2 separate regions of the Manis pentadactyla genome follow, and region 2 is linked to region 1. A link is a contact called in public Hi-C data. All regions are on one chromosome and are shown on one strand. Each heading gives the region's core, a stretch centred on a gene start, on an enhancer-like site or on the middle of the called end of the contact. The rest is flanking DNA. Distances are from core to core; before and after follow the strand shown.

What was found. A called contact is a pair of places that touch in the nucleus more often than the background predicts.
Region 2: a Hi-C map of fibroblasts shows a contact between it and region 1, with 2.2 times the contacts expected there. The contact joins the promoter of TULP4 here to the promoter of DYNLT1 in region 1. A contact is called at or near these places in 2 of 3 Hi-C or Micro-C datasets (fibroblasts and skin fibroblasts).

The regions. Positions count from the first base shown.
Region 1 is chr12:36,702,247-36,707,173 of mManPen7.hap1, reverse strand. DYNLT1 (dynein light chain Tctex-type 1) reads right to left here and starts at 1,388. Exons shown (of 5, transcript XM_036886806.2): 1 at 1,277-1,388. The coding sequence starts at 1,303.
Region 2 is chr12:37,054,813-37,059,326 of mManPen7.hap1, reverse strand. It overlaps TULP4 (TUB like protein 4), which reads left to right and starts at 1,415. Exons shown (of 15, transcript XM_036886749.2): 1 at 1,415-1,559.

The DNA of each region.
Region 1 (4,927 bases), core at 139-2,638:
GGTTAGAACCAGAATCAGAATGGCAGTATTAAGAGCTTTCTCTTACATTGCCATTTCCTTTTTTAAAGTTTTACTCAATATTCCTATAATATAAGCTTTTCCAATATTATATTAGTAAAAAGTTAACAGGGAAAAGCTTTTCAGGTGCTAGCTGCTCCTAAACCACATCTTCTCTATATTATTCACTTGATTGCTACCAGCCTTTAAACACTGAGGGTGACACTGTCACAGAAAACTTAGGCTAGTTAGGAAATTAGATGAAAACTGAAACTCTAGGATCAGTCGTTAAGCCTTAGATTTTTTTTCCCTCAAAAAACTCTTGCTTAAACTAAATTTCAAAACTGTTGAAATATCCTTGCAAAATTCATAAATTTTATTTATAACCACCGGGAGGTGGTTTCCGTGGCTGAATAATACTTAGGATTCAATTTACTTGAATTTCAACAAAAAGTATTTAGCAAGAAATAAATTGGAACTATTCTTCTGTAATAGCAGCATCCATCACCTATATTCCCTGAATGCTTGCTAGCTTGAAGGCAAGCCATCTTAACAGCACACTATCACAATAAATGTCTTCTGCTTGGCAAAGAATTGTGTGCTTTACCTACTGCTTCACTGAAGCAATGAGATTAACTTTTTCCAACAAATATGAGCTATTTACTGACATCTCAAACTGAAATGAAATTTAAGTGACGGTGGCCACTGTGCGCGTGAGCACCGCCCTGCAGATCAAGGTGTGGGACGGAAGACAAAGGCAGGTCCTCCTATTGTGCACTTCTGCATTTTGCAGGCAGCCTGAAGAGACTTGAGATGTCACCATAAGTGCGTGAAACGCCTGTCACTCTGGAGACTAGAGTTAAAATATCAGCAGACGAGGCAGTCTTCGCCACTCCTAGACGTGGAGCACCTTCTCCAGGGTGCGGGGCGGCGGGATCTGGGGCCAGGGGTCAGGCCGGCATTGAGCGGGCACCGGGAGGCGCGGCGTGGTGCCCCCGGCCTGGCCGCAGTGGGGAGACGTCCCGGGCTGCGAGGCCCCGCCCGGAGGAAAGATGGGCGCGCGTCGCCGCGCGGGGGGCCCTTTCACGCCCCGCCCCCCGGGTAGGGTGACAACGCCCCAAGGAGGCCGGGCCGGGGGGCGCCGCCAGCCTGCGCCGGTTACGGCCCCCGCCCTCGCTCGGACGCAGCCCGACCGCCTACACACACCCTGGGCTGCGGCCGCGCACCCGCTCCGGGGGCTCTCGCGGTGCAGCCCTCCCGTCGCCGACCCGGCGGTTACCTCCTCTGCAGCCTGAAAGTCTTCCATCTTCCCTCCGGCGCGTTGCCTGGGCCGCCAGGAGTAGAGCGCACTGCGCAAGCGCACTCAGGCCCCGCCTCCGCTCCGGCCCCGCCCTCTCCAGGGCCCCGCCCCCGCCCGGCTCGGCGTGGGCCTCGGCTTCGGGACCTGCGCGGCGGCGGGTGGCACTCGGGCTTAGTTCCTCCTCCGGGGTCAGGGAGATGGTCTCCGTGGGAACCCGCCGGAGGAGCCCTGCAGCTCCCGGGGCTGCAGTAGCTAAAACAAGCCGCAAAACCCGGTCCCGGAGGGGGAGAGTCGTCCTGGTCCCTCCCTCAAGTTTGTACTGCTTGGATTAATTGGAACGTTAAAATGGTCTCGGATTCCTCGTAACAAATCATACAGTGATTTCTGAACAGGATGGGAGGTGGGGGATATTGATTACACTCCCCCTGGGGATCCAGAATTAGGGAATTTTAGCTCCGACAGAGACCCTTCTTTGGGGTTACGTTTTCCATATAAATGAGATTTTTTTTTCTTTAAGCAACATTAAAAAAAACATTCTGGATGAACTATTTTGTAAAATGCTGCACAATTCCTGGCTGTCTTAACCTGAGTGATGTGATTTGTATACAGGGGTCTTTATGAAAATTCGTAATTGCACAAGCCTTGGGGACAGTGATTTCCAAGGTAGACTGGGGTATGTGCACCTGTTTGCATGTACTCTGAGGCTAAGACCTCTGACTTTGGGGGTTGCTTTTTCTGGTTTTACCACGCCCTGGAAGTCAAGTTGTCACTTCTTACCTCTCCAAAGCCCGGTTGCTAAAACCCACTTTCCATCCCCCGGGAAGAGTTGACCACTAGCTAAGTGTGTTAGGATTATGTGCAAAGCAAGAGTGAACAGGTTCTGAGTGAACATGTGCAATGGAAGACTGCGGGGTTTGGAACATCTTTTATAAATTGCTCCACAGCTTTTTAGGAACTTTCTAATTCAAATGAGTGTCCTGAATGGCTTCTGGGATAGTGCGTCGGGAAGGCAGAGACTTTAAGTTACATTATAACTGAAAATCACTGGCATGTGTATAAATCAACAGAAAACATGTAAATGTGAATTTTAAAAAATTGTATATGACTTTAACTTATATGCATTTGGGTACCACAGTCCAATTTCAACTATCAAAGAACATTCGCTAAATGATCGTGGCATATGGCATGTGGAGTCTGCCCTAGAAATGGATAAATTGGTCTATTTTCAGATGTTTGTTCACCTATTCAACACAATGCATCGAGCACTCTTGCATCAGCCCATGAGCTAGAGCTGAAGCTACAAAGTTGACTAAGCTATGGTCTCCACGGAGAGTTTTTAAAAACGAATTATCAATAAATAGGAAGATTTGAATTCTCTGTGATCAGTGATATTGAAGTGCTTGGCAGACCTCAATAATAGGGTATGGTATTCTGCCCAATTGGTGTACACTCTGTAAGGCTAAGGAATTTAAAGTCACTATGGCATTTGACAGTTCACTAGCTGCCATTTCCAGCACCCCTGATCTGCCAAGAATGAATGTCCATCAGAAGTACTGGCCTATGAACACACTGACTCATAGCTGCTCATAAATCTAACAGCCATATTTTAGAATAATGTTGTTTCTGTGCAGTAAGTCAGTGGAGTGAATATTGGGTTTTTTTCCATTGTGGGGGTTAGCCATAGGTTGGCAGATGTTGTATGCTTTCTTCTTTGAGTCAATTCTCTTAAATACAGACTGTAGAAATAGTGATAGGTGCTGCTGCTGCCTTTATTTAGCAAGTGTGCATCTATAATCATAATCATGTCACCTCAATACATAACTCCGACAACCACAGTCTGGTCTCACAGTGTTGTTGATGGTCTGAAGCCCTCTTCCATCTCAGTCCAATCCTGTGGGTGTGGGAGTTTTTCTTCCTTTGCCTGTGCCTTGGAGTGTGTTACTGAGATCCACTGTGGAGTCATGGTAAGTCAATCTTAGTAATGACAGTGTGATGACGGTGATGACAGATGACAAGCCGAAACACTCAAGCCTGAGGAGTGTAATGTTGTAATGGGAAAGAAGAGAAACTTGTGGCCGACACATACATAAAGTGAGAGTCCTATGCTGAGATACAAGCTAACAAAATTAGCTGAGAGCTGTCTGTACTTAGGTCTGCTGTCAGCTGGGAAGCATGGGCACAGTGGGGCTGAAATACCATCTGGTAATGATGTTGCTCTGAGCCCCTCTTCCTCCCGGTCCTGGCTACCCCGGCCCCTTCCCTGGAACCCCAGCCCTAAGATCCAACCACTGAGAGGCAACTCACGGCACAGCAGGGGCCTCCAGCTGGCATTTCTTCTTACTGGCTGATGGATTTCCATGCTGTATAGTAATTATTAAATAATTTATCAGTTCTGTTTATATGAAAATAATAACACAATATCAGACAGCATGGGTTAGTTGCAGAAACAAATGACTCTACTCTAGGGTCTTGGTGGTTGACAATAGCAAAGATGTATTTGCCACTCGCACTACGTGGCTGTGCCCCGTATCTTCCCCACGCTGGGACCCGGCTCATGGAGCAGCCTGACTCCTCATGAACAGAGAGGGGACAGAAAGGGCATGGTGGCCTGAGGGCTGCCTGGGGAGGTGCTGCTCCTAGTGGCAGGCATCCCCGCTGCGCACACGTTGTCACAGCAAGTCTCTTGGTTGGCCTGGGTTTACAGAGCAGCGATAATTCAGGGAGAAGAATGTTGCAACCTCCCCTTCCAGCATTCTGAAGGTTTCCCCAGGGGAGTTATCATGTCCACGCTCTCTGACCGTTGCCCATTCATTTCATCCACTCAGCCACTCTCCCCTTCCACTGCTGCTTCGCTCTAATCTCCACACCAGCCCTGTGCCACCTCACTTTAGTTTCAGATGGGATCTGATGATACCTGCTCAATGTCAACACTCAGGTGCATTCTGTCTTTGCTAACTATTCCCTGCTGTCTGCTGTAGCCTGAGGCCTTAGGTTAGTGGTCTCCAAACTTCTTTAATTATGTCCCTCTAGCAGGAACAATTCTGAGCATATATCCCAAAAGTATGTTCATTTCAACTATGACATATTAAACTATGAATCCATTTATTACACATTAATGAAGTTGAAGTTTTAGCTTTTTAAGGAATGACTATTAGTAGAAGTCCTAATATTTTCTTAGTATATCCTACTGTTATGGGCTGAATTGTGTCCCTCCCCAAATTCATCTGCTGAAGTCCTCACCCTCATTACCTCAGAATGTGACATTCTGTTTGGAATTAGGGTATATTAGGACATGGTGTCTTTAAGTAGGTAATTAAGTTAAAATGCCTTCATTAGGGTGGCTCCTAATCTAATCCGAATAGTGTCCTCATAAAAAGAGATTAGGACACAGCAGAGAGAGAGCATGTGAAGACACAGAGACAAGACAGCCATCTACAGGCCAAGCAGGAAAAAAACAATGTGCCAACACCTTGATGTTGAATTTCTAGGTATCATTGTCAGAAAATTAATTTCTGTTGTTTCAGCCGCACACAATGGTAATTTGTTTCAGCAGCCCTAGCAAAGTAATACACCTGCTTTGGAAATTGTCATTCTATTGTACCTTCATTCCAAAAACATTTTCTTCCAAAT
Region 2 (4,514 bases), core at 166-2,665, 350 kb before region 1:
ACAGTGTTAGCATAATATTGAGCCCTAAGCTGAAGCATAATACTCATTACCTTGAATTGAGGGAGGATTGTCTTTTATGTTTAAGGTACTCTTAAGACCTAAATGCAGTTTTATTTTTCAAAGGTTTCAAAATTTATTTGAGGGGCACTTATAAAATATTGTTACCAAACAATGCTGATATTAATATGTCTATTAAGTGCATTATATTTATGGGCATACATGCATGAGGCAAATATCACCATTAAAAAATTACCTTTTGTAGAATAAAAGTAAAGGTAGCACTTTCCAACATTTCTGAAATCTCAAGCATGGAATTTCAGAATTTAAGGACTCTTGCTCCAACTCTTATTTTCTTTCTGACAATCAGAAATTCACAGAAGTAGATATTCTTTAAAGTTGATCTGAAAATTTTGGCAAATTGGCAAAAGAGAGAAAAGTGCTGAACCCTTGCAAAAGTGGCTGCTTTACTTAACTATACAGGGTATCTTACGCTTCAGATCAAGCAAGGATGCTGATCGTTTCTATGCTTAAAAACTACACATATGTGAATAGTCACACAATCAGGAGTGCTATTTCTTTGTACATGATGGAAAATGAAGGACGGATGCACGAAGTTTCCGTTCCTAGCAGGACATCAATTTAATAGAGGGGGAAAGAGGCGGTGAATTCTTTTCCAGACGCGGGGGGAGGTGGCGGCGGCGGCGACGGCGGCGGCGCGGGGCTGCCGGAGTTAAAATACTACCCGGTCGGTCTTTTCTCCCTAAGACCAACTGGAAAAGAGCTACTTTATTTGAAATCACCATTAAAGACGCGTCATGGGGAGCTGCATTGGCTCATAGTACAAGCAAATCTGTGTTTTCTAGGGGCTTTCATTTAAGACGTAATGTGAGAACCACTGCAGGCTCAAATTAAGGCAGGCAGCACACTAACCCTTAGATTCTCGGGTAGGGAGGATTTCTCAGGTCAGTGGGGTTCAAACTGTGCCAGTTATTGCTTGTTTTCATTGTTGCCCAGGCGGTGTAGATGGGGACGTGAGACCAGGACTGCGGGACGTGCGTGCCCGCGTGTGTGCACCTGAGTGTGCGCGCGTGTGAATGAGCGTGTGCACGCGTGCATGTGCGAGCCGAGTGTGCGCTCGCGTGTGCGCGCGGAGTGTGCAGGGGATGGAGCGTCCGCTGGGTGGGCTTCACGAGTGGGAGCAGGTGGCCGGCTGGGCAGCAGCTCGGGCCGGGCCAGGGCGCCAGGCGAGGGTGGCGGCGCCCGGCCCCGGCCCGGAGCGGGCTGGCGGACAGGCGGGCGTCAGCGGCCGGGGCGCGGGTCTCCGGGGCGCGAGGGCGCGAGGCCGGCCGGGGAGGTGCCTGCTAGCCGCGCCGGGTCACGTGGCGCAGTCACGTGGCGCGGAGCCGGGCCCGGCGGCGGCCGCGGCCGAGGGAGGCGGAGACTCGGCGGAGACGCGGGGGGAGGCGGCGGCGGCGGCGGCGACGGCGGCGGCGCGGGGCTGCTGGAGGCGGAGGCGGAGCGGCGCGGAGGAGCGCGGGCCGCCGCCACGGCGCCCGGAGGTGAGTGGCGCGGGGAGCTGTCGTCGCCGCCCCGCGCGGGGAGGCGAAGGGCCGAGCGCCGCCCGGAGCGCCCTCCCGGCCCGGCCAGGCGCCGGTCCCCTCGAGGCGGCGCACGGGCCCCCGGCCCCGGCCAGGCCCCTCTGCTGGGCGCGGGCGGGCGGCTCGGGCGGGCTCTCCCGAGGGCGCGGCGGGGAGCGGGCGGCGGACCCGGGCTGCGGGCGGCGCTTGCTGCTGCTCGCCGTTTTAGCCCTTTGTTTCACGTATAAGAAAATGAGGCGAAAGAGGAGCTTGCTGTGTGTGTGCGTGCGTTCGTGCGTGTGTGAGTGTGTGTGTAAATCAGGAGGCGTTTGGCTTGGAGCCATTTTTTTTTCTTAATTGTGGAGACAGAAAATCCCTTAAAACGGTTTCCCCAGGGAGCCGGGGCCGCGCCCCTCCTCTTCCTCCCCTGCGTCTGGATGGAGTGGGTTTCCCTCCCCGCGGCTGCCCACCTTCTCGTCTCGGTCTGGGTCCCTCTTCCCCTTCCTGCCCGCCCACCGCCGTGGAGCCCCCGAGCAAGCGGGTGTCTGCAAAGCGGCCCGGTCACCTGTCGTGGCAGCTGCATGGAAATGCTGGCGCTTCTGCTGTCTGGTCTGTGCCGTTTCCTCTGGCAAATCACAAAGATTCCGCTTAGGATACCAACCCTTCGTCTTTTCCCTGGGTTTGAAAACAGAGTACATGATGCAGGTTCTGAAGTTTGACCCGCTTGGGCAGTTAAGTAGCGAGAGGTGTCTACTTTTTCCTGTCACACCACTTCAGGGTTGGCAATGTGAAGGCCATCTCGCTTTGTGGAAGGAAATGAGGGTGACACAGTCCTACCGGGGCTGGATGTGACTTACCTGCTAGATTGCTGTGGCGATCAGAAAGCCTTCTAAGCTTCTCTCCTTGGGCTCAGGCACTCCCTTTTGCAGGAGGCTGTTGCCTGTATTTCTCAGTTTGGGGGCTCTTCGTATTTTGCAGCTCAGCGGCATCTTAGGGATACCCACTAGGCAGGTTTTAGAAAAAAGCACAGGTTAAGTAATTTATTTCTAAGCTTTTGAAGAATGTAAAAATCCGGATGGGAGCGGGGGTCCCTTTCTTAGTGCCTCTGTCTCAGGTTTCCGTTTCTTGGTAGGATCTTGCAGGCAAGGCCACTGGGAATGGTGCTGTGTGCCGGGAGAGTGCTCATCAGGTCCCGCAGCACAGATTGCTGGGGTTTGAGGCTGTGATGGATGTGAAGTGACAGGGCACCTTGCACACAGCCACGCTGCAGTCCAGGGAGCAAGAGCGGGCTGGCGGGGCAGTTTGGAAGCTGATCTCAGCATTGTGCCATGATAGCCACAGTCAGACTGGGAGGGTCTCAATCCTCTGCCTGATTTCTTGATAGTTTCCTGTCTTGGAAATGAGTATATGAATAAATTGTGAATAGCCAAATCTAGTGTGTTTTAGTCCTCAATTTAAAGAATAGCACTTAATTTGTGTGAAAGAGGATGTGAATTTCCTTTAAGAATTTTAAGTGCTCTAATTTGATAAGGGCTGTGAAAGTAGCCTTGTTTTCAACTGATGGGGGAGGTGACCGTTGGCCTCTGGAGTTGAAAGTGTGTGGTCCTGAATTAGGGAGTCATACAGTTTTAACCCAGTGAAGCTTTCAGATGGGAGAAGAGTAGTAAGCCAGGATTGCTTCCAGTGCCTAAGAAAGAATAACATAATGTATTTACTACTGTACATCTTAAAACAATGACTTCTTCATTTAGAAAATAGGTGTATCATATTGAACTTCTAGTTTTCAAATAGCCCTATAAGAGTGGCTGTTTGGTTATTCACACTTTTTTCCCCACTAACACTCAAATAGAAAAAAAATTTTTTAACCCATGAAAGGATATACGGTACATGACACCTGCTTTACATCGAACTATCCAACACTGATGCTAAGGTCCAGGAATGAAAGAGTGGTAAAGAGCCGGGAGCCTTCCTTCAGGCTGAGTTTCAGCACTGTCACTAGGTAGGGTATGAGATTTCTTTGGTTTTGCTGTGACTCCCTGAGTAGCTGAGTTCTAGAAGGTTTATGGAGTGCCATGAGCATGGCTAAGCTAGGACATTGTGCTTCATCTGCTTCTACTGCACTTAAACAGTGTTAATTACAGTCTCATGCCTGTTCTCTTCTGGGGCAGAGGAAGACTGATAATAGATCGGGGGGCCCAACTATATATGTGATCCATAAAACGCATTAAAACTTTGAGTAAAACTTCTGTTATGTAACAGTTTGATTTAGTTACTGCATTGGTCCCTCTTCAGGATTCTGCTAAGTATGTTCAGTGTTACCTTCCTGAAATTGTATGTTTGCCCTTAGTGAGACTGTTGAGACTACAGGGAATATGTAATTAAAATGCCAAATTTCTTTTAATTTGCCTGGGATAATGTTCTTTTAGTTGCTGAATTTTAATATGCTAAACATACTAAATTTTTTTGTGGGACAAAATACACATAACATAAAATTTACCATTTTTAAATGTACAGTTCAGTGGCATGTGTGCCACCATCACCACCATCCCTCACCAGATCTTTTCATCTTTCTACCCTGAAGCTTCGTACCCATTAAACGCTAACCCCCCATTTCTTCCTCCCTCAGCTGGCAGCCACTCTTCTCTTTTCTGCTTTCATGAGTTTTAGGTCTTGTATTTTTAAAATAAATTTTGCTTATAAATATTCTAAATTTTAACCTCATGATCAGGAGCTCTCACTAGAGATTATAAATCCCTCTGTTTATTTAAAACAGGAAAACAAATTAGTTATTACTTAATGTACAGTACCTTTTTTAAATTAAGGTATCACTGATACACAATCTTATAAAGCTTTCACATGAGTTACATTGTGGTTTCAACATTCACCCATATTATCAAGTCCCTCCGCCCCACCCCATCGCAGTCACTGTCCATTAGT